2 separate regions of the Mus musculus genome follow, and region 2 is linked to region 1. Evidence: chromatin contacts called from public Hi-C data. All regions are on one chromosome and are shown on one strand. Each heading gives the region's core, a stretch centred on a gene start, on an enhancer-like site or on the middle of the called end of the contact. The rest is flanking DNA. Distances are from core to core; before and after follow the strand shown.

Evidence for each region. Hi-C and Micro-C count contacts between places; a contact is called where the count stands out from the background.
Region 2: a Hi-C map of uterus shows a contact between it and region 1, with 3 times the contacts expected there. The contact joins two enhancer-like sites. A contact is called at or near these places in 2 of 484 Hi-C or Micro-C datasets (the HPC-7 cell line and uterus).

The regions. Positions count from the first base shown.
Region 1 is chr1:179,057,555-179,064,063 of GRCm38.p6, forward strand. The region is part of intron 8 of Smyd3 (SET and MYND domain containing 3); the gene reads right to left. Among named protein-coding and RNA genes, the nearest start is that of Gm31349, 270 kb to the right of the region's middle. Within about 2 kb of position 2,652, at least 88 of the 459 cell types and tissues checked have an H3K27ac peak or open chromatin away from gene starts, as enhancers often do. A contact at or near this core is called in uterus, where this site is marked.
Region 2 is chr1:179,227,338-179,234,186 of GRCm38.p6, forward strand. The region is part of intron 5 of Smyd3 (SET and MYND domain containing 3); the gene reads right to left. Among named protein-coding and RNA genes, the nearest start is that of Gm31349, 97 kb to the right of the region's middle. Within about 2 kb of position 5,189, at least 46 of the 459 cell types and tissues checked have an H3K27ac peak or open chromatin away from gene starts, as enhancers often do. A contact at or near this core is called in uterus, where this site is marked.

The DNA of each region.
Region 1 (6,509 bases), core at 1,402-3,901:
AGGGGAAGCAAGCCAATAAGTAACATCCCTCCATGGCCTCTGCATCAGCTCCTGCTTCCTGACCTGCTTGAGCTCCTGTCCTGACTTCCTTTGGTGATGAACAGCAGTGTGGAAGTGTAAGCTGAATAAACCCTTTCCTCTTCAACTTGCTTCTTGGTCATGATGTTTTGTGCAAGAATACAAACCCTGATTAAGACAGTGCCCTGTATCACCTCTGTGCCCTGTATCACCTCTGTGCCCTGCATCACCTCTGTGCCCTGCATTACCTATGTGCCCTGCATCACCTATGTGCCCTGCATCACCTTTGTGCCCTGCATCACCTATGTGCTCTGCATCATCTATGTGCCCTGCATCACCTATGTGTCTGGCCTGTCTTTCAATCTGGTGCCTACTTTTCCAAACAGAGCCTCCTACCTGCAGACCTACAGGAGTGGGGCAACACTACTGATCATCCCTCTGCCTCTATCGCCCCCCCTCACTGTGTTGGCGTCTTCCCATTGTCCCTTTAGTTCCTGGCCCTTTCTGCACTCCACCAGGGTGTTAATGACTGCCCTGTGGATCAGCTTGACCATGGAGCCCTGGAAGCCACTCTTCACAGTTCCTATAGCAACACACTGTCAGTTAACAACATGTGGGCGCAACGGATGAACAAGGAGAGTGATGGTAACTTTTATGACCCATGGCTAAGAGTATTAGAAGAACAAAATCAATGACTTAATTTAACAACATTGAGAGTAACAACCAAGGAAACTGAATGTTGAGGGTTTTTTTTTTCTTCTACAATACTTTTGCCTTGACTCATTTCTGATATTATACCACTGTAACAATGTTGGAGAAGGATATGTTCCCACTGCAGTGTGGTATTTGCCACATACCCAGATACTGGCCACAATTTAAAACACAAAATCCCGCACTGGCTCAGGATCCATATTCTCAAACAACAGCAGCAAGGGCTAGCTGGGAAGTGGGGTCAGTGAACTTCCCTGGCTTCTACTTAAACATCATCCGAAGTCACTTCAAGTTCTCTTGCCCAAAGTTCCCCAGCCTCTTCTCCCTGGATGGATTAAGGTCACACACACCCCTGCTACAAAGATGGTAAACTGATACCCCAGAGTTGGTTTCTTGAATGTAAAAACAGATGATTCTACAAAAATCTTACAACCACAAAAAAAAAAAAAAAAAAAAAAAAAGATGCCAGTCAACACAGCTGGATTCAACTAGCCAGAGGCTTCCTCTGGTTTCAAAGTAGACACGGTGCCTTTCAGGGGCCAGTAGTCACCAGGAATGAGAGAGCCAAGTTTCCTCAATAGGGTAGGGTCCTGGCACAGGTGGCTGGACACATCCTTGGGAAGTGGCTGCTGGCAACATCCGATGAAGCATTAGAGGTACCAATCCGGGTTTACCTTGCAACAGGAAGCCACAGACAACTCTACTTGCTAGGTTTGCAAGCGCTTGATGTTGGAACTCTTGTGCTAGCTTAATTTCAGATGGTTCTCATTAAAATGGAGAAAGAGAAGGGCGATCTGCCTTCCTGTGTTTCCTGTTATCCGATCCCCACGTAAACTCTAATTAGATTGATCAGAGAGGAGGAGGAGGATAGGATCGGAACGGAATTAAGGAACACTTATAAACTTCCCTAGTGAGGCAACAATTCCAGTGTGTTAAAAGGAAGAAGGGGTACTCTGTTACTTTATATTAAAAAGAAAGTAGCATACGGTTCAAATAGCATGCCTGTCCTCTGGAGAGGGGCAGGGAGCCCTGAAATAAAACCCAGGATGGGAACAGTCTAATCTTCAGTGTCTTTGACTGCAGTACTTTGGTTCATGGATAACATACTGGGACTAATAGATTAGCTCACAGGCTCATTCAAGAACCTTTATGATTAACAGGAAACATCAACTGGAACCAATTTCCACTTCCTTTGGCAAAAATACCTGAAAGCAGTCCAGGTTTAACTTAGGGGGAGAAAACGGTTCTTTCATAACATGGGAAAAAAGGCTGAAACCAGAGCATTCACCATTGTATGAACCCCACGGCAGCCAATGGGCACAGTGGGCACGAAGGGGTGTGGAGGGAAAGGCAAGAATGCTTGCTACTTAAGACAGAATCAAACTGCTGTGTGCCCCGATCAGGCATTAGGGAGCAAAGGTGTGTCTGCTTTTCACTCTGGCACAAACCGGCTTTGTAGAAACTACACAGTTTTACAAGGCAATGTCCGTGCAACCCATCTCAGGTTCAAGGTTAAATTTCCAGTGACGGAGAAGTTCCAGGAGGAAGGGGACGTTCACGTCACAGCGAAGCTCCTGCAACCACCAAAGCCATTTACACTGGCAACACCCGCATCTACAAAAGTTGGGGCTTTCTGAGAGCTGAGCCACACCAGTGGAGCCTGCTGACGATCCGTTTTTACAGGCAGCATTCTGCAGGGAACAGGCATGATGGACCAACATGCAGAGGCAGTTAAACATTCTGGGAGGATATTTAAGGGAGCACCTCTTTGCATCTTCCCCATGCTGCAGAGTCAAGCGCCTGAGAACGCACAGTGGGGATCATACAAAGCGTGAGGCTACTGGCTTGGCTCGCAAAGGCACATTCAAACGAATTCTTTTCACATTTGTGGAGAAACTATCCAACGGATGGCTTGTGCGGCTGTAAATGCATGTGACTCAGGCCGAGTTCTGCCAGTCTCCTTTTGTAAACACCACGAGGTGGGAGGTTTGAGACTCTGGGAAAAATGCAAAGATTTTTACAGGAAAACTGTCCTAATGCAGGCAGCCATGAAGATAAAGTACACCCCGCCCCCTGCGTGCCCCAAATTTCAGGACAGGTTTTATTTTAATGGAGACTGAAACCACAGCTCTCTGCTCCTTAATCTTTTTTATGTCCCTTACTGGGAGCAGCTGCTTTCACTCACCTCTACATACAGACAGGAAATTGCTTCAAACTACAACAGAACAGATTTAAGGGGCAACATCCTGATGGTGAAGGTTAGGATGGGCTAGATGCAGGCGTTCCAAAGACATTTCAAAATAGGATGAGGGCTGGCTGTGTGCTAGAGCCCTCGCCAGGCCATTGGCTTGATCCCCAGCACTGAATTGATCACTGGACAATTTTAGGTCGCAGGCTCGAGGCATTGTGTGGCAGAAACCACGAAAGCAGCATCAAGGAGTTGGGACTCAGCTCCCAGCTCTGCTGTTGGCCAGTCAGTTGCAAGACTCAGAGCTAGACCCAGTGCCTCGGTGAAAACTCGATTATGGTTACCATGGAGATGGAAACTAATCGTTCCAGTCCATTGGTCACATAGGTGTCTGCGGTGCCTGAGGACAGTTCTTAGACTCAGAGAGTAGAGACTTTGAGCATGTGTGGTCCTGCAAATTGCAAGCCCCTTCCTTCCTTCTTTCTTCCCCTTCTTCCTTCTATTTTAAGCTGAGTTTTCTCCAGCACCACCCCAGCCAGAACAGAGAGAGTATGTGGCACAGAACAAAGACTGTACTCAACATGGCACCGCCTGTTGCCAAGCCCAGACTTGGACCAAGGGTATTTAATTTGTGTGCTTCCCCTGACATCCATGATTGTAACGGTCAGTAGGGGTGATAGCCAAAACCCAGGCAGCTTATGGCATTTGTTTATCTCCTAAGACAAGCACATCAGATTACTTAACCTGTAATCCCCAAACAAGTGGTGAGTTTGGCTGGGGCCCACACTTGCAATTTCAGATAACCAGTCAGTCCTGTGACACAAGTGTAGAGACACTTTTAAAGAAGGTCAGCGCTGGGGTAACCAAAGAAAATTATGTCATTAGGGAATCAGAAGCCACGCCTTAATATCTGTTAGTGCAACTTCTGGTAGCACACTAATCTATCTTTCTCTCTTTTATTTTTCAGAGCTTGGATGCACAAATCCACAAGAACTTCCTTATGCTTAATGAGGCCACATCGGACTCCTCTGACCTCGTGCCAAATGAACAAAAAGCTCAAGAAGACTATGTCACAGTTTGAGGGGTACAACATCAAAACTTTGCTTAAAAGTAGAGGAGGTCTATCTTGTCTTTCAATAAGTATGCAGACACATACTTCCGGAGTCTGGTGCTCCTGAGGGGTGCAGGGGTCACTGCAGAAGGCCATCACTCCCAGGCTATGGGGTTGACAGGGCCACCCCTTTTTCACCTTGGGAAGAGAGGAGGCCAGCATATGGCATGGCTCTTCTTCATCCTACCTCATAGCCACAAGTGACCCTGCTCTGAACCACCAAGACTCGGATGCTCTTCTTAGCAACTGTGCATCCCAGGGAAGTGAAGTGCTGTCTGGCTGCATGGCCCGTCTTTCCCCTGGCGCCCCACCAACAGAAAGCACATGTCTGCATTTTATATTCCCGTAAACTCCAGCCTGGCCCCGGGCCAGAGACCTCTTTGTAATGTCAAAGATAAAAGCTCTGGCTGTGTTTGGCACCCTGCCCCCACCTCCATTTCCTTGTAACCGTCTTATAAACTGAGCATGCATGACTGTTAACAGAGCTTTCCAGACAGAGGTCTGACGGTACTCCAAAAAAACGTCCCCAGAGGGTGAGTGGAGGTGTCCCTATGGCCTCACAGCCCCCAACGAGAAAGGCTGGAGAGGGGCAAGGGATCGCACACAGGACCTGCTGGGAACTGTGGGGAGATCTAGAAATACAGACTCAAATGCATTCTCTGAACATTTTAGCTCCCCAAAGAGGGTGTTCACTGAGCCAGGGTCCTGGGCATATTTCACTGGAACCCAGCATGCTGACAACATCAAATCTTTTTGGCTCCAAACAGTATAAGTATAAACTATATTGCTGTAATATAAGGTCCTCATCAAACTTTGGCTGTCCTAAAATGGCATTTGGGGTACACAAAATGCTGTGATTCTCTCTTCTCATCTCAGGGTCCCCAGTGCCAGGGGTACTGTGGTGTCACCTAAGGAAACTTGTAAGATCTTACTTTTTGCTTCTTTTTAATTATTTTCTTTTTGGGTTATACTCTTTGTATGTCCAAATTATATGGCCCTAGCCATTACCATTATACTATCCATTTAACATTCCAGATGACATTGAAAGTAAAAACTTAGTGTTAGTAAGTGTTCATAAACTGGAATGTATAAGGGTTTCTTTTTTGAAGTAAGCTAATATAAAAACCTCTTTCTCAGTGCAAGAACATGGGTTGGCAGGGCACTGAGAAAGCTCTCTATGTGAAGGCTTCCGTTACTCGTCACAAACAGGAGCTGGAATGTTATGTATCTGCTTGTCTTTGTATGTCACAGGCTTTGGTTTACTCTGCTAGGCTGCAGCATCTTTCTCTCCACTCTACTGAAATTGCATAGACAGACATTCACACACACACTCTCTCTCTGCACAGGAGAACATATAGGCATAGAGTATACACACTCTACACAGGCAGACAGGCACACAGGCATGCATGCACACACACTCTGTACAGGAGGACATATAGACATATACTATGTGGACATTCACATGCACACTCTACACAGGCAGGTAGGCAGACAGACAGACAGATACACACACATGCACACACACACACTGCACAGGAGGACATATAGACATATACTATGCACAGATATTCACATGCACACTCTACACAGACAGACGACAGACAGACAGACAGACAGACACACACACACACACACACACACATACACACACACACACACACACACACACACACACACTTCCACATCCCAGGGAGGTACTTCCGGGTTGCCGAGCGCTTTGGCTTCCCCTCAGGAAGACTGTATTTGTTCCTTCAGCTCTTCCCCTCCTCAAGATCTTAGAGCAGTGGATGTGTGTGCAAATTGCCTGCAAGATCTCCTAAGAACATAGGCCCAGGTCACCTTGGCAATAGAGGGACAGACAGGTGCTCTAGTGACATCAGATTCCTTGTGACTCTCATGTATAATCAAGTCTGGAGACTACCAGGTTTGGAGGGCCTCAGCCTTTGATCTGTTTAGGGTTGTTTTTTGTTTTGTTTTGGTTTGGTTTGGTTTGGGTTTTTTTTTTTTTTTTTTTTTTTTTTTTTTTTTTTTTTTTTTTTCCTGAGACAGGGTTTCTCTGTATAGCCCAGGCTGACCTGGAACTCAGAAATCTGCCTGCCTCTGCCTCCCAAGTGCTGAGATTAAAGGTGTGCGCCACCACTGCATGGCTCTTTGATCTGTTTTTTAAAGATAGGCTTTTATTTATGTGTTGGGGGAGGCATTCCAGAGGAGGCCAGAAGAGGGACTCTGATCCCATGAAGCTTGACTCACAGGTGCTGTGAGCCCCGCTCCACCTAGGTGCTCAGGACAGAACCTGGGTCCTCTGCAAGGGCAGCAAGCATTATCAATGGCTGAGCCATCTCTCTAACCCTCAGCCTTTGGCTTCGATCTCCGGGACCATATGCAGCATTTCAGGCAACATCATTATGACTTGCTGAAAGTGCTCATGGTTTGGGGTTTTGTTTTGTTTTGTTTTGTTTTCTTTTGTCTACTTGATTTAAA
Region 2 (6,849 bases), core at 3,939-6,438, 170 kb after region 1:
AGCAGAGCCATGCAGAGCCATGCAGAGCCATGCAGAGCCATGCAGAGCCATGCAGCGCCATTCCGGTTTTCCTCCTCCCTGTGCTACATGGCAGAACTGAGATGTTCACACAGTAAATTATGTGTATTTTGAAATCCCAAACTTAGCAAAGTAATAATTTATTTGGTTTTGGTAGGTCAAGTCTCAACAAAGAAAGTATAGATAAGTACGTACTGATAGCTCCTAAAAATATACTTGAGAAAGTGTATTCCCAGTGAGAGGGTCCTCAGAAGGAACAACACTGTCTTTATCACAAGGAAAATCAGTTTCTTGAAGTATGTGTAGAAAGACAGTTGGAACAAACTTTACAGAGATGTTTTCTTTAAAAAAAAATGCAACAACAACAGAAATAAACCATACAATTAATATAACAGAAATAATCCTATATTTCTGCCAGAACTGCCACCAAGGAGATGCATAAGGTAGGGATCTGGGCTCGCAATTTCCCTTCTACTTGTCATGCAAGATGAAGCTCATCAGTTAACCAGAGAGCAACACACACATGACCAGCAGCGCGGCCTTGGGAGGTGGGGTCACCGAATGACCAAGACTGACCAGCCCACGGTGGGGTCCCTGAATGACCAAGAGCTAGGTTGGACTAAAGTCAGTTTAGAGAGCTACCAGTACTGCTTTTCTGTTTCCTTCATCAGTGATTTGCTATTGAATAAAAGAGGGAGCCCTGATCCACCGAGAAGCCTGAAGCACAGAGAGCCAGAGGTTTATTATCTCCCTCACCCCCTCATCCCCATCCCCACCCCACCCCACCCCCACCCCCGCTCTGGTTGAAAGGCAAGGAAGAATTAGATAGATGGCCTTTGATTGCTTAAGGTCTTTAAACTGGGAAGCCATGTTCTTTGTTTGGCTAGGCTTAGGACCTTTTGTTTCTTACAAGTAGGGCAGTGCTCAGAACCATGCCCAGGGCTTCCTCCCTCATGGGAGGCAAGCACTCAGTTACCAAGAGCTACACTCCCAGTCCACCCGACCCATGCTTCCTTACACTGTTTATAGACTTCTCCTTTTTTGCATATTTGGTTCTCCTATGGATAGTGAGCATCCCAGGGCCAGGGATTAAAACGACCACTTGGGTTGTTTTAATATCTCCTGGCGCCTGGAAATACGGAAAATTAAAACAAAAAAAAGCAAAACCTTACAGTGTCATACTTGACTTTCAGGAAGGGATTGTAGAAAACAAACATATGTGCTCACAGATGACTACCCTGGGCAGGGGATGTGGCTCAGTTGGCAGAGAGCTTGCCCTGTGTGCAGAGTGCCCTGGGTTGGATCTCCAGCACTGCATAAAACGGCACAGTGGTGAACACCTGCCATCCCAGCAGTCACAGAGCAGAAGCTCAAGGGCATCCTCCGCTATATCGAGCTTGAGCCCAGCCTGGGCTACATGAGACCTTGTTTCAAACAAACCAACCTATATCAGCCCATCCTCCTCCTGCCTGTACTGCTGGGATCTGAACTGACTCTGCATTAACATCAGGTGGTCATCTTTTCTCCTGTTGCATCTTCTTGGGAGGCACAGAAGCAAGGGCAGTAGCCAGGCAGCTCTGTGGTGGCATTTCTTGCTGAGGTTCCTAGAGGGGATGTGCCAACTTATAACACTAACATAGCTGTTATCAGGATGAGGGAAATATCCTTAGAGAAGCTCTGACAGAAAGGCATTAAGAAATCATGCAGAGGTGCTTTAGTCCCTAGCCAGGATGTGCAGTGAGACGTGGATTTACCTTCCACATGAAACAACCCCAAACTGATGTTTCTCAAGACATTGAACAAGGACAGTGGTCACTGGGAAACAGGCAGTGCAGACCTCCAGCTGGCACACTGTGAGCTTTCCCAGAGCACTCGGCAGGGAGGAGCAAGCCAGGTGGAGATAGATGGAGTGTCTGAAATAAGGAGATGAAGCTAAAAGTTCAGGGACCAAGAAGGCAAGAAGAACTCACAGGTCAGAACACCAGAGAGGAACCTACTCTTTGCTGAGTTGGCATCTGAGCCTGCTGAAGGTTGGTTACAGTTAACTAAAGGGACCCCCCCCAAAGAAAAACAAGGCCCTAAACTGAGCTTCAAGTCTAGCTGTTTGGAGATTGCAGAAGGAAAGCTGCTGACCCCCACCCCAGAGACCTGGTGGTGATAAAAAGTCAGCAGACCTCACAGTTTCAAACTAATAGCCTGTCTCAAGAAAATAGCTAATTCCTCCAGGCAGCCCCCAAGGAATGCCCCAACCCACTTCCTGTCTGTAGAAGGCATGGCAGGCCTCACTGACAAGACCCATTCTGCATAAACTTCAGAAAACAGCAAGTGGGGAGCACCCCCACCCTCCCCGAGGTAACTGAAGCCTGCCTGAGCCTAGAGACTGGTGATGCAGATGATGACAGCCAATCAGGAACTGCCGCTTGGAGGACATGCTTGTTTGGAACCAAGGGGACAAGGTAGTGGGTATAAAGGGTGCTCCCAGAGAAATAATAAACTCACTGCCTCATCCTTGCAAGCTCCCTGAGTCTGAGCCTTTGATTCCGTGCCACCTCACCCCCAACCCCCAACCCCTATCCTTAGCTACAAAAACCCCGGCTTGAAGGATACACTCTGCTTTCTCTTGAACTCTAGTCATTGTGTGCCTGGTTTCTGTGGCCCAAACACAGTGCAGCCAGAACTTGGGACCTTGCCACCTCTCTGTCATGAAATAAAACTGCTCTAGATGCTGATGCCATCTAAATCCTCATTTTTTTCATTTCTTCCTACAAACCTACCTCTACTATATTCTTAGTAACATCACCAGGAACTTTCCAAGACCCTATTTCCTGACCCCATAACCCAGAGATAGAAACCTTAAGACTCATGAGGAAATACATAGCAGATCAAGACAACCTTTCCTCAGTCAGTTATGTAACCTAAACTGAGGACCAAACTGACCAAACTAACAAATCCCAAAGCCATCCAGAGACAGCAAGTCCCAGGTTTGATTCCCAGCTGCCACGTGGCAGCTCACAACTGTGTGAAATTCTGAGTTCCAGGGTGTCTTAGGGTTTTATTGTTGTGATGAGACATCCTGGCTAAAGCAACTCTTAAAAAGAAAAGCATTTAACTGGGGCTGGCTTACAGTTCAAAGGTTGAGTCCATTGTCATCATGGTGGGAAGTGCAGTGGCATGCAGGCTGAAGAGGCACACACGCATGATGCTGGAGAGGTAGTTGAGCATACTAAATCAGGACTGGCAGTCAGAAGGAAGAAAGAGATGCTGGGCCTGGGTTGAGAATTTGAAACTTCAAAGCCCACCTCCAGTGACTCATTTCCTCCATACCTACTCCAACAAAGCCACACCTCCTAATAGTGTCACTCCCTGTGATCGAGCATTCAAACACAGGAGTCTATGGGGGCCGTTCCTATTCAAACTAAAAAACAGGTTATATGATAGCCTCATCTGGCCTCTGCAGGCACCAAGCACACATGTGGTGCACAGACATACACATAGCGGAACATCATACAGTTAAAACAATAAAATAGATTTGTGAAGGAGAAGATGGAGGGGAAGAGGAGAAGAAGGAAGATGACAAAGACGATGATAACCAATACATTAATGCAATCAAAGAGATCGGTGGTGTCCTTGTCTACTCCCTCATTTCATAGGAAAGTTATCCCAAAACATGGACAGAGCTGAGACCTGAGGCCACTGATAGACAGCAAAGGTGACTGATTTTCTGTATTGTTTTGGGCTGAGGAGGGGTACAGAGAGGTGACAGGTGGGATCATGAATACTGTAGGTAGAAACAAGCTAGAAGCCCAGGTCCTGAGGGGGTCATGGCTGTCACATAAGCACACACACTCATTTTCCACGCTAAGCCATCAGGCCATGCCACATGCCCTTCCCCTTGGACAATGACACTTCTCACTTTGAAAGCAGCATTGAGACCAGTTACTTCATTCATAGCTTATCTATAAAGTGGGGCCGTAAGGACAAGCCACCAATAGATTAAATTTATCACAATATAAAATGTCACAGTGGGCTCCTCGCTTTCCTTATGGAGGACTACCAATAACTTGACCCCATGAGTCACAGTGGAGCAAGGGCTACCTGCTAGGACTACTCACTGTCCTTAACCTTAAAACCAGAAAATACTAAAATATCAGAAAGAAGCCCTGGGGTATGCAGCTGTCCTAGACCAGAGATAAAAAAAGATAGAATATTAATGAGAAGCCAGCCAGAGTTCACGTACAGTGTGTGAGCATAAACCATCCTCCTCAGATAAACATGACTTCAATTACGTCACATTTTAAAGGTCAAGGGCCTAAAGCCACCCAATCAGCCAGCTTAGACACTAATTCTATCATCAAAAGAACAGGGTTGTAAAAACAATATTTTAAAAACAAAGCCAGTGCCAAACCAAAATTAAGTCAAATGGCATTAACGTTCCTTTGTCTTAGCAAGAAATGAAACAGCTTTCCTTAGGGACCCTTTAATTCCAGCGGGCAAATGCGTTGCGATAAGCCATCAAAACACATGGGAGTGCATGCTTTTTATACAAGCACATGGAATGCCAGGAGAAAGCCAAGACCCATCAGGGTTATTTACCTGCAACAAATAATCCATTGCATTTGACTGTCACATCTGTGAACATCAAAATCCCCTAGTATTAGTCCTCTTGGCAACATCAGTATGGGGGGGGGGGGCCTGGCGGGAAGAAATCTGGGTTGTGTTACTTTAAACTTTTCTCTAATCACTTGGTGTTGAAAAAAATAAAAGGTGCTAATTTCAATTTTCATTTCCTATCAGTATACACTGCACAAGAGCTTGCATTGGAGGGAAGCAAATAAGGAAGTGGGTTTTCTAATCAGTCTCTCTGCCGCCCTCTTCTGTTTAACGGGAGTATAGCAGGCAGGCTCACCCACAGTCAGAAACCTCTCCAAGCCTGGCTGAACAGAAGGCCAGATCCAGCCTGGCAGCTCAGCTTGATAATTTCATTCTCTCAAGGAGCTGTTCATTTTGTGACTGAAATGCATTCGCGCACAATCTGAACTGTGAGGCCCATGTCAGGCTGTGCGAGGCAAAGCTCCAGTCCCTTCCTTGACACTGGAGAGAACGGGCATGGCTGTGTCCACTCAGGAGTGACAGTAATGAGAAACACTGTAAAGACTTGCTGCTGAGAGACAGTTCCCACTTGTCACGGAAGTGTGAGGCCCTGGGTTCCCTCCCAGGAGGCCGGGATGGAGGAACTGTGGGAGATTGGTGGGAGGAGGGAAGGGCCCTTTTGTCCTGTATGCAGCCAGCAACTTCCTGATTTTTTCCCCCACTGAGAACATGAATAATTGTGTGTGTGTGTGTGTGTGTGTGTGTGTGTGTGTGTGTGTGTTTTAAGTCTTTATATCCCCCAAACAATGGCATGACATCTTTTCTCCCCTTTAGTGAGATGTCTGCTCATTCTCCTAGAGGGCTTCTCTCATCTAAGAAGCTAAACATTTCGATACCGAGATTTCTAGTGCATTCCCAGATGACGAGTACCAACAACCTTAACCCAAACATACATCTTCCAAATGAAAGGGATTGTCAGGGATGAAATGCAGCATATGTACAGGTGTGTGTATGCGGGGGGGGGGGGGGCAGTCACTTGCCTGCCACAGGGCGACCTGAATGAGCTGCCCTGCAGCCATGGCTGTCCCTCTCAGGAGTGGTAGTGAGGAGAGACAGTGGGAAGAGAGTTATGCTGGGAGGCAATGACTCAGAAGAGCTTGCCTAGTGTGTGTGAGGCCCGAGGTCCATCCCCAGCACCAACACAACACAGCAGAACAATGGGGCCTTGACTTCTGTGTCTATTTCCTGCCCCAGCCTTCAGCCTGAGAAATACTTACAAGCCTGTATTTGACGACACTCCCCGGCAATACGGAATGCTGGTTGCTCTCCTTTATTCTCCCTTCTTCCTTCACCTCAATGTTTTGAATCTTAGACATTTGCTAAATAGAAATATTGTGTGAAGCTTGGGGGAATTTGCTTAAAACACACACTGTAAGTACCCTCTAAGGCTCTTTACTTCCCGGTTTTCCTCACTAAGATGAAATGGCTATTGCTCCATGGAGCCCTAAGTGCCATACAGGAACGCAGAGACAAAATTCACATGCAAGTATAGCCAAGACAAAAGCCAACTCACCCTGCGGAATCTCTGAGAATCTGCAGACACCACCCACCACTCCCACTGCTGGTCCCAGAAACGCTGCAAAGCAAACAATTGCTGACACTGGCAAGGGCTCTCTCTCTACCTGAGCTGTACCCAGCCCCTGGTTCCCCAGGCTGACCTCCAAGTCAACGTCTTCTTCCCTCAGCCTCGGGATTGTGGGGGTTACAGGCATGGCCACCATGACCAGATCTCTGAGGACTTCTTTGTTTTTTGAGATTATAATATAATTATATTATATCTCCACATCCCTTTTCTCCCTCCAGACTCTCTCACCACCTCTCCTTGCTCTTTTTCAAATCCATGGCCTCTTTTTCATTAATTGTTGTTCATGTGTGTACATCATGTTCGTATGTGTGTGGGTACATACATATGTATTCATAAATATCCAAGGACAACCTGCTCTGTCTGTACAATGTTACTTGTATTTCTCAGGGCTAGTCATTCTGGATAACCATATGGAAGACTACTTCTTCCATTCTCTGAACCACAATGAGCTGTGCGGCACAAAAACCCCAAGGGTACAGAAGTGGCACACATACCCTGGCACTAACCAAAAGATCTTTGATTGCACTTAAGACCAACAAGGGGCAAATCATGGCTGGTACCAGGAATCTAGCCAACTATCCAGAGCTAGGGAAGTC